Linked DNA regions of Mus musculus: all the other regions are linked to region 2. The links are chromatin contacts, called in public Hi-C and HiChIP or PLAC-seq maps. All regions are on one chromosome and are shown on one strand. The core of a region is the stretch at or near the end of the contact, and the rest is flanking DNA. Distances in the headings are between cores, read along the strand shown.

The links. Hi-C and Micro-C count contacts between places; a contact is called where the count stands out from the background. HiChIP or PLAC-seq counts read pairs in DNA pulled down with a chosen protein or histone mark.
Region 1: a contact with region 2 is called in an H3K27ac HiChIP or PLAC-seq map of regulatory T cells, with 6 times the contacts expected there. The contact joins two enhancer-like sites. A contact is called at or near these places in 4 of 15 datasets of contacts at CTCF or cohesin (CD8 T cells, the NIH/3T3 cell line, large pre-B cells and 1 more), 53 of 484 Hi-C or Micro-C datasets (the AtT-20 cell line, B cells, the BV-2 cell line and 33 more), 22 of 115 datasets of contacts at active chromatin or transcription factors (the 230-238 cell line, CD8 T cells, the HPC-7 cell line and 16 more) and 1 of 9 other capture datasets (bone marrow-derived macrophages).
Region 3: a contact with region 2 is called in a Hi-C map of Th1 cells, with 2.3 times the contacts expected there. The contact joins the promoter of Paqr3 here to the enhancer-like site in region 2. A contact is called at or near these places in 2 of 39 promoter capture datasets (the C10 cell line and pre-B cells), 8 of 484 Hi-C or Micro-C datasets (CD4 T cells, CD8 T cells, Th1 cells and 4 more), 7 of 115 datasets of contacts at active chromatin or transcription factors (the 230-238 cell line, the HPC-7 cell line, effector CD8 T cells and 4 more) and 2 of 9 other capture datasets (adipose tissue and liver).

The regions. Positions count from the first base shown.
Region 1 is chr5:97,054,236-97,057,692 of GRCm38.p6, forward strand. It overlaps Bmp2k (BMP2 inducible kinase), which reads left to right. Exons shown (of 16, transcript NM_080708.1): 9 at 617-696; 10 at 2,631-2,791. Among named protein-coding and RNA genes, the nearest start is that of Paqr3, 56 kb to the right of the region's middle. Within about 2 kb of position 1,641, at least 13 of the 459 cell types and tissues checked have an H3K27ac peak or open chromatin away from gene starts, as enhancers often do. A contact at or near this core is called in CD8 T cells, Th1 cells, Th17 cells and 5 more, where this site is marked.
Region 2 is chr5:96,915,196-96,918,567 of GRCm38.p6, forward strand. All of the region lies in intron 1 of Gm33370 (predicted gene, 33370), which reads right to left. Among named protein-coding and RNA genes, the nearest start is that of Gm8013, 4.4 kb to the right of the region's middle. Within about 2 kb of position 1,841, at least 116 of the 459 cell types and tissues checked have an H3K27ac peak or open chromatin away from gene starts, as enhancers often do. A contact at or near this core is called in the 230-238 cell line, CD8 T cells, Th1 cells and 13 more, where this site is marked.
Region 3 is chr5:97,110,172-97,113,935 of GRCm38.p6, forward strand. It overlaps Paqr3 (progestin and adipoQ receptor family member III), which reads right to left and starts at 1,425. Exons shown (of 7, transcript NM_001359910.1): 1 at 1,088-1,425. The coding sequence starts at 1,272.

The sequences.
Region 1 (3,457 bases), core at 391-2,890, 140 kb after region 2:
GCACAGTGCCGTGAACTACTCATGCCACGTTTCTGCTACTGTTAACGAAGGTTTCTAGCTTATCATTGATTCCGTAGACATTCTGGTCTGACTTGCCCTGGTTCCTTCAGGTGTAACCTCACTCTCCTACTTAGACTGTGTGATGCTCTGACCTCTCAGTGGGGAGAGTCCCTTTGCCTGAGGTGTACCTGCCTTCAGCTTTCAGTTCAGCTCCTGCTTATGGTGACCCAGACTGACACAGACACGGCTTTAAGATGAACTGTCCTCCAGGCTTTACAGCCTCATGACAGTTATGAGTAGTACTTAGAAACATGATTGTTGTCCTGGTTGTTTTCTTAGTTTCTGAAGTACAAAATATCATTGATTTATAAATGTGTTATCATTTTTTTTAATTCAAGGTTTACCCAAAAGAATAGTGTATACAGTGATTCTGTGATCATCTTCTAATGATTTCTGTGGGCATCAATATGAAGATGACATGTCTGTAAAGGGATATTTACAGAGTAAATCTGAGGAATATGTCTGAATACTAGTATTTCACGCAGTGCTTTAAAAGTTTAATAGTCTATCTATAGCATAAGATCATAACATGTTCTTTTTTTTTTCTTCTTCCAAGAATTCTTTTCTTCCATCAACTCTTCCCGAGCCGATGACTGCTACTGAAGCTGCTGCTAGGAAAAGCCAGATGAAAGCCAGGTAGGCAGGGATGCGCTGTGGCCGATGGGCATCTTGTCAGAGGAAAGGCTGTAGTTTCCATTCCATAAACACTGTCTCCACTTACCCAGTATGCCGAGTTGTTCAGTCTGTGGTGCTAGAGCTTAGATGGTAGGTGAGGAAAAACAAAAGCTCAAAGGTACACTAGAGGGCCTGACAGCAGGCTCCTGTGAGCGCCCGCTCACCAGGGAGGGCCTGAGGACCGACCCGGACTGTAGGACTGTTGATGTTGCAGGGGGCCGTCTCTGTGGACATGTGGCTGTCGTCATTTTTGACTCTGGCTAGTCTGAATTCAGGGAACTGCAGAGGCGAGTTAATAGCTATTAAGCCTATTACTTCTATTTAAGGAAGGAAAAAATAATTGTCACAGGCCATTAGTGTATGTAGTTTGTAGAATTTATGTGTGTATGTGTGCTTGGTAAAGAATCAAGTTTGAAATCTTATTTTTCAGTAATTTACTCCATTAGTAAGCTTTTGCAGGCAACTTGATTATTAAAATGAACTATGATTGGCTATTATGTAAATGATCTTGCCGACTTCATTACATTTTTAGACAGCTTGTACCATACCACTCTGGTCATCTGGTCATCTCCCCTGTTATTATTAGGAGACCTCATACCTACAATATGCTTATACAATTTTCTGGAAAAAAAATTGCCTTCCAAAGTTTTTTTTTTTAATAACTTCATGCACCATAATAGCTTTTGATCATGTGTGCTTCCCTTACCATTCTTGTCTCCTCCCACTGCCCCCCTTCACTTCCTCTTCCCAAACAACCCCCTTCTATATTACTTCCTGTCTTTCTTTTTATCACCTACTGAATTCCTTTAAGGTACCAACCGGAATTTTCTGAAATGTTGTCATGCAGTTTTTTGTTACTTTCCTTTTAGAAAGATAAGTGTTGGGGGGCTCCCTCTAGTGGTACATAGAGGTATTATGAAAGAGGGGTAGTGTGTGCTGCAGGAACTGTGGGCATGATAAATCAGGCATATACAGTGTTAGTTGTTAAATCATTTGAAATCATATTAAGTGAAGTCACTAAAAATATAGGAGAGATTTATTAATGTTTTATAGAGTTTATAAGTATAGAAAGCAAAGTTGAAAAAATATGTAATTTTCAGATTATATTGGTCCCACACTCATGCACATACTGGCAGTACTAAATGGACTGAGTGGGTATCAAAAACAAACAAACAAACAAAAGATCTCATGAAGTTGTGAGGGGCAAGTTTTGAGGGAAATAAGGAGGAAGTTGGAGGGGAGAGATTTGGGGATTGGATTTGTTTCAGATACATTGTGTGCATGTATGAATGCTAAAAATAAATTTACCTATTTTTATTGTTGTTTTGAAATGTCACTTATGTCTGCTAATCCTTGTTTTCAAAATTGTGCTTGCTGTTCTGCTGTGTGCATTTGGGGCTTATGCGGAGTCCCAGTCAGACATTTCTCCTGATTGCCATTCAGTGTTCTAGGACAACAAAGGTTGGGTGAGCAGGCAGCCTGACTTGGCAAGCACTGGCTTCTCTGGTTTTACCTGCTCTAGGAGACAGACAGCATTTTCTTTCTCTTGAGTCCAAGTGAGGGGGATTATTTCTTGTGTCTTTTTAAAGAACTGGATCTGGGTTTTGTACAAAACCCTGTGAGAACATTGCTCTCTGTGCACTCTCAGTCGTAATGCTGTCCCTTAAGTCTCCTGTACTTCCAGCTTGGCAGGCTGACGTTTCAACAGCTATGGCTGCCTGTATTGTTTTCTTTATTAGCTTTATTGAGCTGATATTCTGAGGTGGATACTTAGAAGGAAACCAGATGACTGATGTGGTCATCTGTAATAATCAACTGTGTCTGTATTTTGTAGAATGAATAGTAATTTAGAGATAATTTCATTATTTGGAATGAATTATATTTTTCTATTATAGAATAACAGATACCATTGGACCAACAGAAACCTCAATTGCACCAAGACAAAGACCAAAGGCCAATTCCACTGCTGCCACTTCCAGTGTGCTGACCATTCAGAGTTCAGCAACGCCTGTCAAAGTCCCTGCTCCTGGGGAGTTCAGCAACCACAAACCCAAAGGTAATTAGCCTTTGCAATTCTGACCTTTCGATAAGGTTTGTTTGCCTTGGAGTATAAATAAATTTAATTGACCATCGTAAAGCACAGAGCCCAGTGCTTTAAGGAAAGCCTGGCTACATGGCTCGGTCAGTAACGTGCTCGCTGTGCAGGCATGAGCACCCAGGTGGAGATCCCTGCCCCCTCAGTAAAGACAGATGGGCATGGCAGTGTGCTTCCGCAACCCAGCCTGGGTGTGAGGTGGTGCACGGTGTGGTGGGAGTGGGCCGCTGCGGGGGATGGGCTAGGGGTAGAGACAGGCCTGTTTCCGGTTTGAGGGCCAGCCAGTCCAACTGCAATGACAGCTTAGTGAGAGACTTGTCTTTAACAGAAAAACGTGGGACAGTGACTGAGGACATCCAGACCCCAACCTTTGTCCTCTGCATGTGGATGAGCCCTCTCATGTACACACACGCACACACACACACGCACGCACGCACGCACGCACGCACGCACACACGCACACACGCACCACAAGAAACTGTCTACTGATGTCCCGTAAACCAAACCTTTTTTATTTAAATTAAGGACCTCAACATAAAACCAGATACACTGAATCTGAACTATTTTTTTCTAAAGGCAAAGCAGAGTTATTAGTGATATAAATGTTTATAGAAGTCTCGGTTTGCT
Region 2 (3,372 bases), core at 591-3,090:
CTCCTTATCTGGAAACAGTTGTCGGATAGTGTTAGGTTACCAAGAATCAAGAACTTGGTCTTTTAGAGTTGCTTGTGCAGGTCTGTTATGAAGTTGGGAAGAATCCTGCTTGCTCTATGCACTCTGGTAATGCAAACTGATCTCCTCAACCATCATGATGAGCAACCAACTGGAACCTGTATATTCATGAAGTCATAGCCACCAAGAGCTGGAAGGACTCACAACAGGTGATGAAAGTCACTGCCCTCAGCTTCCCTTATGGTACTAGTTAATGCCCTAAGGGGACATTAACTTTTTTAACTATTCTTAATAAATTTTTATATTAATGAGAGTGTTAAATATGTGGTATAATCATACATCCGTGCTTACCTTCCTTATGTGATCTAAAAAATGTATTATGTGATTCCTTATGTGTTCTAATTCCTTATGTGATCTAAAAAATTCCTTATGTGATCTAAAAAAATGTATTCACAACCAATCAGTTTCTGATTGGATCTAAGACAGCCCCCCTCCATCCCCCCCCCCCCAGTGAGATGGAACTCATTCCTGGCACTAGTAACAGGGCCAAGAAGCTATGACTAGGTAGATTATGGGCCCTAGGAGAGAACCTATGATTATTATTCTGTCAAGTGGACTGAATAACTGAGTATTCAAAACATTCCCCATGACTTGCTGCCGTGCCTACAGATTGGAGCACCTCTCAACTCCCGCCAGAGAAGCTTCCTATAGTCAGACAATGATTGATAGAGACCCAGAAGTGGTCAATGGGAAAAGAGTGAGAGACTGTGTGGAGTGATCAGCCCTAAATGGGAAATCTATATCATCCCCTCCCACCATGGCTCAGGGAAGTAGACTAATGATGGAGTTGAAGGACTGAGAGCCAGAGGTAGAACATGACTTCAGGAAACACTGTTTTCCATAAATGACAGGGCAGGTGCACACATGAGTTCAGACGGGCTGTGACAATGTGCACAAGACCCGTGCAACCTCCAGCCAAACACAATCCAATCCCAGCATGAAGGTGGGTAGGTTGTCAGGAGGAAATCTGCCACTAGCTGAAGAGCTATGAGCTTCAAGGAGAGGGAGAGTGAACTCTCTTTAATCACATCACTTCAGGTAGGTGGACCAAATTCCAGGGCAGGCCTCTCTCCCAAGAGCAGTTGACTCAGTGTGGTTGAGGAATGGGTTCAAAAGTTACATAGGTAGGGAGGTGTCTTAGTTAGGGTTTTACTGCTGTGAACAGATGTCATGACCAAGGCAACTCTTATAAGGACAACATCTAATTGGGGCTGGCTTACAGGTCTAGTGGTTCAGTCTATTATCATCAAGGCAGGAACATGGCAGCATCCAGGCATGGTGCAGAAGTAGCTGAGAGTTCTACATCTTCATCTGAAGGCCATTAGAAGACTGGTTTCCATACAGCTAGGATGAGGGTCTTAAAGCCCACACCTACATTGCCACGCCCACTCCAACAAGGCCACACCTTCTAATTGTGCCACTCCCTGGGCCAAGCACATACAAACCATCACAGAAGGTTAGAGTAGAGAGAGTGGATATAGAAGCTGGGAAGGGTCAATACAACAAAAACACATCGTATAAAATTCTGAAAGAATTAAAAAATATCTTTTTTAAAAAGGAACATATTCATCCTAGCAATGTCAATTTTAGGAAGTATGAAACATAAGTTGAGAGAACAGAGTCATTTATTTGAGGCAAATGATAGGTAAGGTATTCAGCCTTCAACGGAAGATGATGTCAGTAGGGCATCTAAGAACCAGACCTGGCCTTTGACCTGGTTGGTTAGTTGTGTTTCAAGATGAAAAATATTTTCTCAATTCTATCCAGTTCCTCTTGGGGTAGACAAGAGCTAAAAATGAAAGAAACGACAACGTGTTTTTGTTCAGCCCGGGCTCCTGGGGAAATCCCTTAACATCCTCAGCTAGTTGCTATGGAGGCAGCCAGAGATGAGCTCAGCTAATGAATTTGGGCTGACACTGTTGTGGGACGATATGACAGTCGCAATTAGTAGACAACTGAGTGTTAGGATTGTGCACCAAATAAAAATAGAAAGGCCACAATACAATTCACCAATCTAAAACCACGAGGGTCCCCTCAGAATGTATTTCTAAATGTTGGCTGAAGGAGCTGTGCACATTGTTTTCCTGTATACCTTCTCGTCTGCAAAGATTCCAGGGAGAGCAATTTACCTGCACATTGTCGCCAGGGCACAAAGGATGGGAGCTATTTGGGGAAGTAGCTGAGTTTTTTAATACTTTTGAAACGTTGTATTCCAGCCTTGTAGGGTTTTTAGAGTTACCCGGTTGTCATTGTAGACATTCTTCTCCCAATCATCAGGTTAAGTAGAAAGGGTTAAAGAACTAGACACCATGGTTTTGTTTAAAAGGACAATGATTGTACCATTGTCTGTTCTTGTCTGTACTCTGGGCTGGAGGATTTTTTTTTCTTCTTCCTGTTCAGAGCTTCCTGTTTAGTATTGGTCTGAGCGTGGAGAAGCGTCACTCAAATTCTGTAACAACAAACTGCAAGCTAAGGCTTTTCTCTGCTTTGTTTAATTTTCCTGAAGTGCCCCCTTTTCCCGAAATGATTTATCGTTGACCCGGCATGTTTTTCATCTTACTCAACACTCCCCTGGGGACATATTTAAAAACACAACTTAACTATAGTTCTCCTGGGTAGGGAAGTGGTGGGCTGAGGCAATGAAACCAAAGCACAGATTTGAGTGACCGTGGGCTGTTGACTTTATGCTAGCCTTTCATAAAGGGAGCTTTCAAAACAGAGTGGCCATTCCGCAAACAGTGTGCATTTCGTGGAAGCCCAGCTGGCTTCACGCCTGCCTTTCTCCCGGCCACAATGATCCTAACCAGCAATGTCTTTGTGTCATGATGCAGAAAGTTGGCAAGTACACATGGGCATAATGCTGAAGGGTGACTTCTAAGTGGGGGAGGGGATAGAGAAGGAACCAAAACCCTGTGTGGTGACAGGCTCCTCTCTGACATTGGCTCTTGCAATAGAGTCCACTCACTACTGTTGCCTCTCCAGAAGGGAGTGTGGTATGTTATTTTTAGGCATAAATTGAAATTTCTTTTGTTGCTAAAGTATATATAAAATAGAAGCCTGTGTTAATTGACTTTCTTTTTCTTTTGCTGTGTTCTAAATACTTCTGGAGACATTCTCCTGTAATTAGGAAAATGACTAAAGTCTCTGAAGATGGAACTGTGTTAATGATGAAAAGTTTTGATGTCAAACCACCATTAGAATAGAGCACTAAAGGTTTTACAAGTTCTGAACACGATGAATGTTGTTGATTGCTTATTTCTAAAAGAATCTTCCTTGTTTCTTTTTCTCCTTTCT
Region 3 (3,764 bases), core at 175-2,674, 190 kb after region 2:
AGCTCTGATTTCTTAATTATGTACCAGAAGCACTGGGGAGATAAAGCAGTAATTAAAACTCAAATTGTGACATCCACTTGGTCATCCATTCAAACAAGGCCACAAAAATCCTTTCAAGGCAGTACAAAAAGAAATGGGATGGGGAAAGACTGTGCTGGAGAGATCAATAAACGCACACGTGGCTGCTAGTTGGGCAATTCAACAGCCCACACTGTGGGAAGCAGAGATGGCCACTCCAGTGACCTGGAGGGCTGCACCATGCTTCTGATAGAGCAAAAACTTTAGTACATACAGTGAGGTCTGACAGAAGACTACCCTGAAAACCAAAGCCATTTTTAAAATTTTCTTTTTAAACAGAAGCTTCTGAGACTCTCATTTTAAAGCTCTAAATCAACAAACCCATGTTGTTTGGAGGCTTCTAAGGTGTTCTGTTGGTCTGGCTGTCCCCTTTCAGAGTTCTTTGCTACAGGGTTTCTCCTACACAGCACTTTCCACAATTACTATTATGTAATAGTGTAATTATCCCTTTAGTGTCTGCCACTCAGGCTAGACCTCAGCAGCTTCATGGGAACGAGGACCATGCCTGCCTTCTGCAACTGGTATAGTGCCTATTAGCTAGCAGAGCCTCAATGCGCATTTGGTAGATGATTGAATGAATCAGGGCTTCCCACATACATATGCACAACAATGTGGACCTGTCTGCTATTGAATGGACATTCAGCTGGCCAACACTTCTGAATCCCCACAGAGCTGCCCTAGAAACACAGCTCAGGTATACAAAGCAAATAAGGTTCGGCCTTTGTCAGTAGGGAAGATTCCAACCCATATCCCCAGTGATTACCAAATGGAAAAAAGGATGTAAAAGCGCTTTGTAAACAGCAAAGGGCCAATGGAGAAGGGAACGATGACCACTGTAAATATCATTGTTATTTCGTGGATCAAGGGCCCGCGGAGGAGAGAGAGCAGAAAAAAGATAAAGGGCCCAAAGGTGAGGAATTGATGCGCACAGAGAATAGCGGAGAAAGATGGGGAGAGCAGACAAAAAGCGTGAGAGGAGAGGATGCGCCGCAGGGAGCAGCCACTGTACCTTTTGATACACAGTCTGGAAGGAAGGTAGGCCCGGTAGCCGTCGGTGATGTAGGGGTTGTCTTTGAGGGATACCGGGATCTGTTCATAGGTGTAGAGGCGGATGCCGCGGGGTACCAGGACCGGCCAGTATTGGTAGCTGCCCAGCTCGATGTAGTGCGCACTCTTCAGCAGCTTCTGATGCATGGTTCCCAGGCGCCGGCCCGGCCCCGCCTCCCCGGGGAGGGGGCTTTGCCGCTGGCGCCCCCGCCCCGGAGCCGCCGCCGCTGAGCCAGGAGCTTCGGCCCGCGTCTGCTCAGGCCCGGCTCCGCTACACACACCTCCGCCGCTTCAGCTCTGGACGGCCGCCGGCGTCGCAGCCTGGTCTGACGTCAGCGCGCCGAAAAGCCCCGCCCTCTCCACGCCCCTCGCCTTGGCGGCCCGCCCTTCCTTCGGGCTTTACCAGCAGGACCCGCCTGCCGCCCCGTCCTTTACCTGGCTGGAGAGCCCCCTAGTTCCTCCTTCGCCAGCCAGTCAACCTCTGGCCCCGCCCTACTGGGTGTCCCGCCCCTAGCCAAACCCTCTTAGCCGGTCCACCGCTAGTCCCGCCCTTCTACCCGGGCCGCCCCTAGTCCCGCCCCCATCCGGCCCGCCCCTAGCCCCGCCCTTCTGCTCTGCCCGCCCCTAGCCCCGCCCCTATCTGGCCCACCCCTAACTCCAATCAGGTCCGCCCATCTCCCTTCAGCTTCAGGTGAAAAATCCAAATCCAAGTACGACCAAATCCAAGTGATTCTTTTTTTTCTGTTTTCCATTAGAAGTGATATTTACTGTATTTTGAATAACAAGAAGAGAGTAACAGAAAGGTAAATAATTCAAGCTAACTTACAGCTGGATGGTGTATTGTTGATGAGATACACACAGAAGGGACCTTGGTGTGGATTTTTTGTTTTTGTTTTGTTTTGTTTGTTTTTGACTACTAGGTACATTAGGATTTTTTATATATTATATTTATTAACAAGTTAAGGTCGTATTTAGGACAAGACACATATCATAGTAATTCATATAAATATCTACCTATATACACTGATACAGCTGTGTGAACTGAGGAATTATTTTATGATGGCAAGGTTAAACTTGAAACTTATCTTTAAAGTACGTTTATAAGAGGTAAGAAATGTGATCATGTCTTCAAGGTGAGTCACTACTGAGTGAGAGTCATCTGGTAATTATCTTTGAGTTCAGGGGAAGACCATGAAAATGTAAATATATATATTAAAAGACCATAAATATTTTATTGTTGGACAGTTTATCAGTCGGGAAAGAGACTCATTCTGGATATCACCAATCGTTTTGTTTTAGTTCAAACTGTCTAACTCAGATTTCTTTCTTTTATAGAATACAATGATACTTTATAAAACTTAATGTTTTTCCATATAATATATCCTGATCACTGCTTTCTTTCCCCCATCTTCTTCCAAATCACTCCTACCTTCTCGCCATTGAAATTCCATGCCCTTTTCCTCTCTCTAGAAAACAGACAGGTAGTTTAAAAATAAAACTATGAAACAAATAAAACAAAGGAAAAGCACAATAAACACAAATGTACAGAGATATGTACACATAGAAGCACACAAATACAGACAACTCTATAAAAAACACAAAATCAGAAACCATAATACAAGCAAAAGATCAACAGATAAAAAAGTCCAGCAATGTGGGACAAAACTTTTTTTTTTGGTAAGGCAAAGGACATTGTCAATGGGACAAAATGGCAGACTGGGCAAAGATCTTCACTAACTCTTCATCAGACAGTGGGCTAATATCCAAAATATATAAATATACAAAGAATTCAAGAAGTTAGACTCCAAAAAAACCAAACCAAAACCAAACAAAACAAAAAAACCAACCAACCAACCAAACAACAACAACAAAACCCAAATAGCCCATTTTTTTAAAAATGAGGTACAGAACTAAACAGAGAATTCTCAACAAAGGAATCTTTGAGTGACTGAGAAGTACTTAATGAAATGTTCAACATCCTTAGTCATTGGGGAAATGCAAATCAAAACGACCCTGAGATTCCACCTCACACCAGTCAGAATGGCTAAAATAAAAAACTCAGGTGACAGCAGATGCTGGTGAGGATGTGGAGAACAGGAAGACTCCTCGAGTGGTGCAGGGGTTGCGAACTTATACAACCACTCTGGAAATCAATCTGGCTGTTTCCCAGAAAATTGGAAATAGTACTACCCCAAGACCCAGCTATACCACTCCTGGGCATATACCCAAAAGATGCTCCACCATACCACAAGGACACATGCTCCGCTATGTTCATAGCAGCTTGTAGAGAGCCTTTTGGGGTGCCACTTGGCAGGAGTCTGACATTGGGCATGACAAGGAAATGGCCTTCAGGCAGGAATCTGACTTTAGGGCATAATAAGGAAGTAAGTTTCATCGAGAATCTAACTTTAGGTTGTAATAGGGAAGTGGGGTAAGGCAGGAATTTTAATCTTAGGGTGCAACAAAAGAAGTAGACTTTAGGTAAGATTTTGGGCTTGGACAAGGAAGTGGGCTCAAGTATTTTGGTCATCATGACAAGCGCCCCCCGCCCTCCTTTTTAACAACTAAGTTTTACTCTTTTTTTGTTAGATATTTTCTTTATTTACATTTCAAATGTTATTCCCCATCCTAGTTTCCCC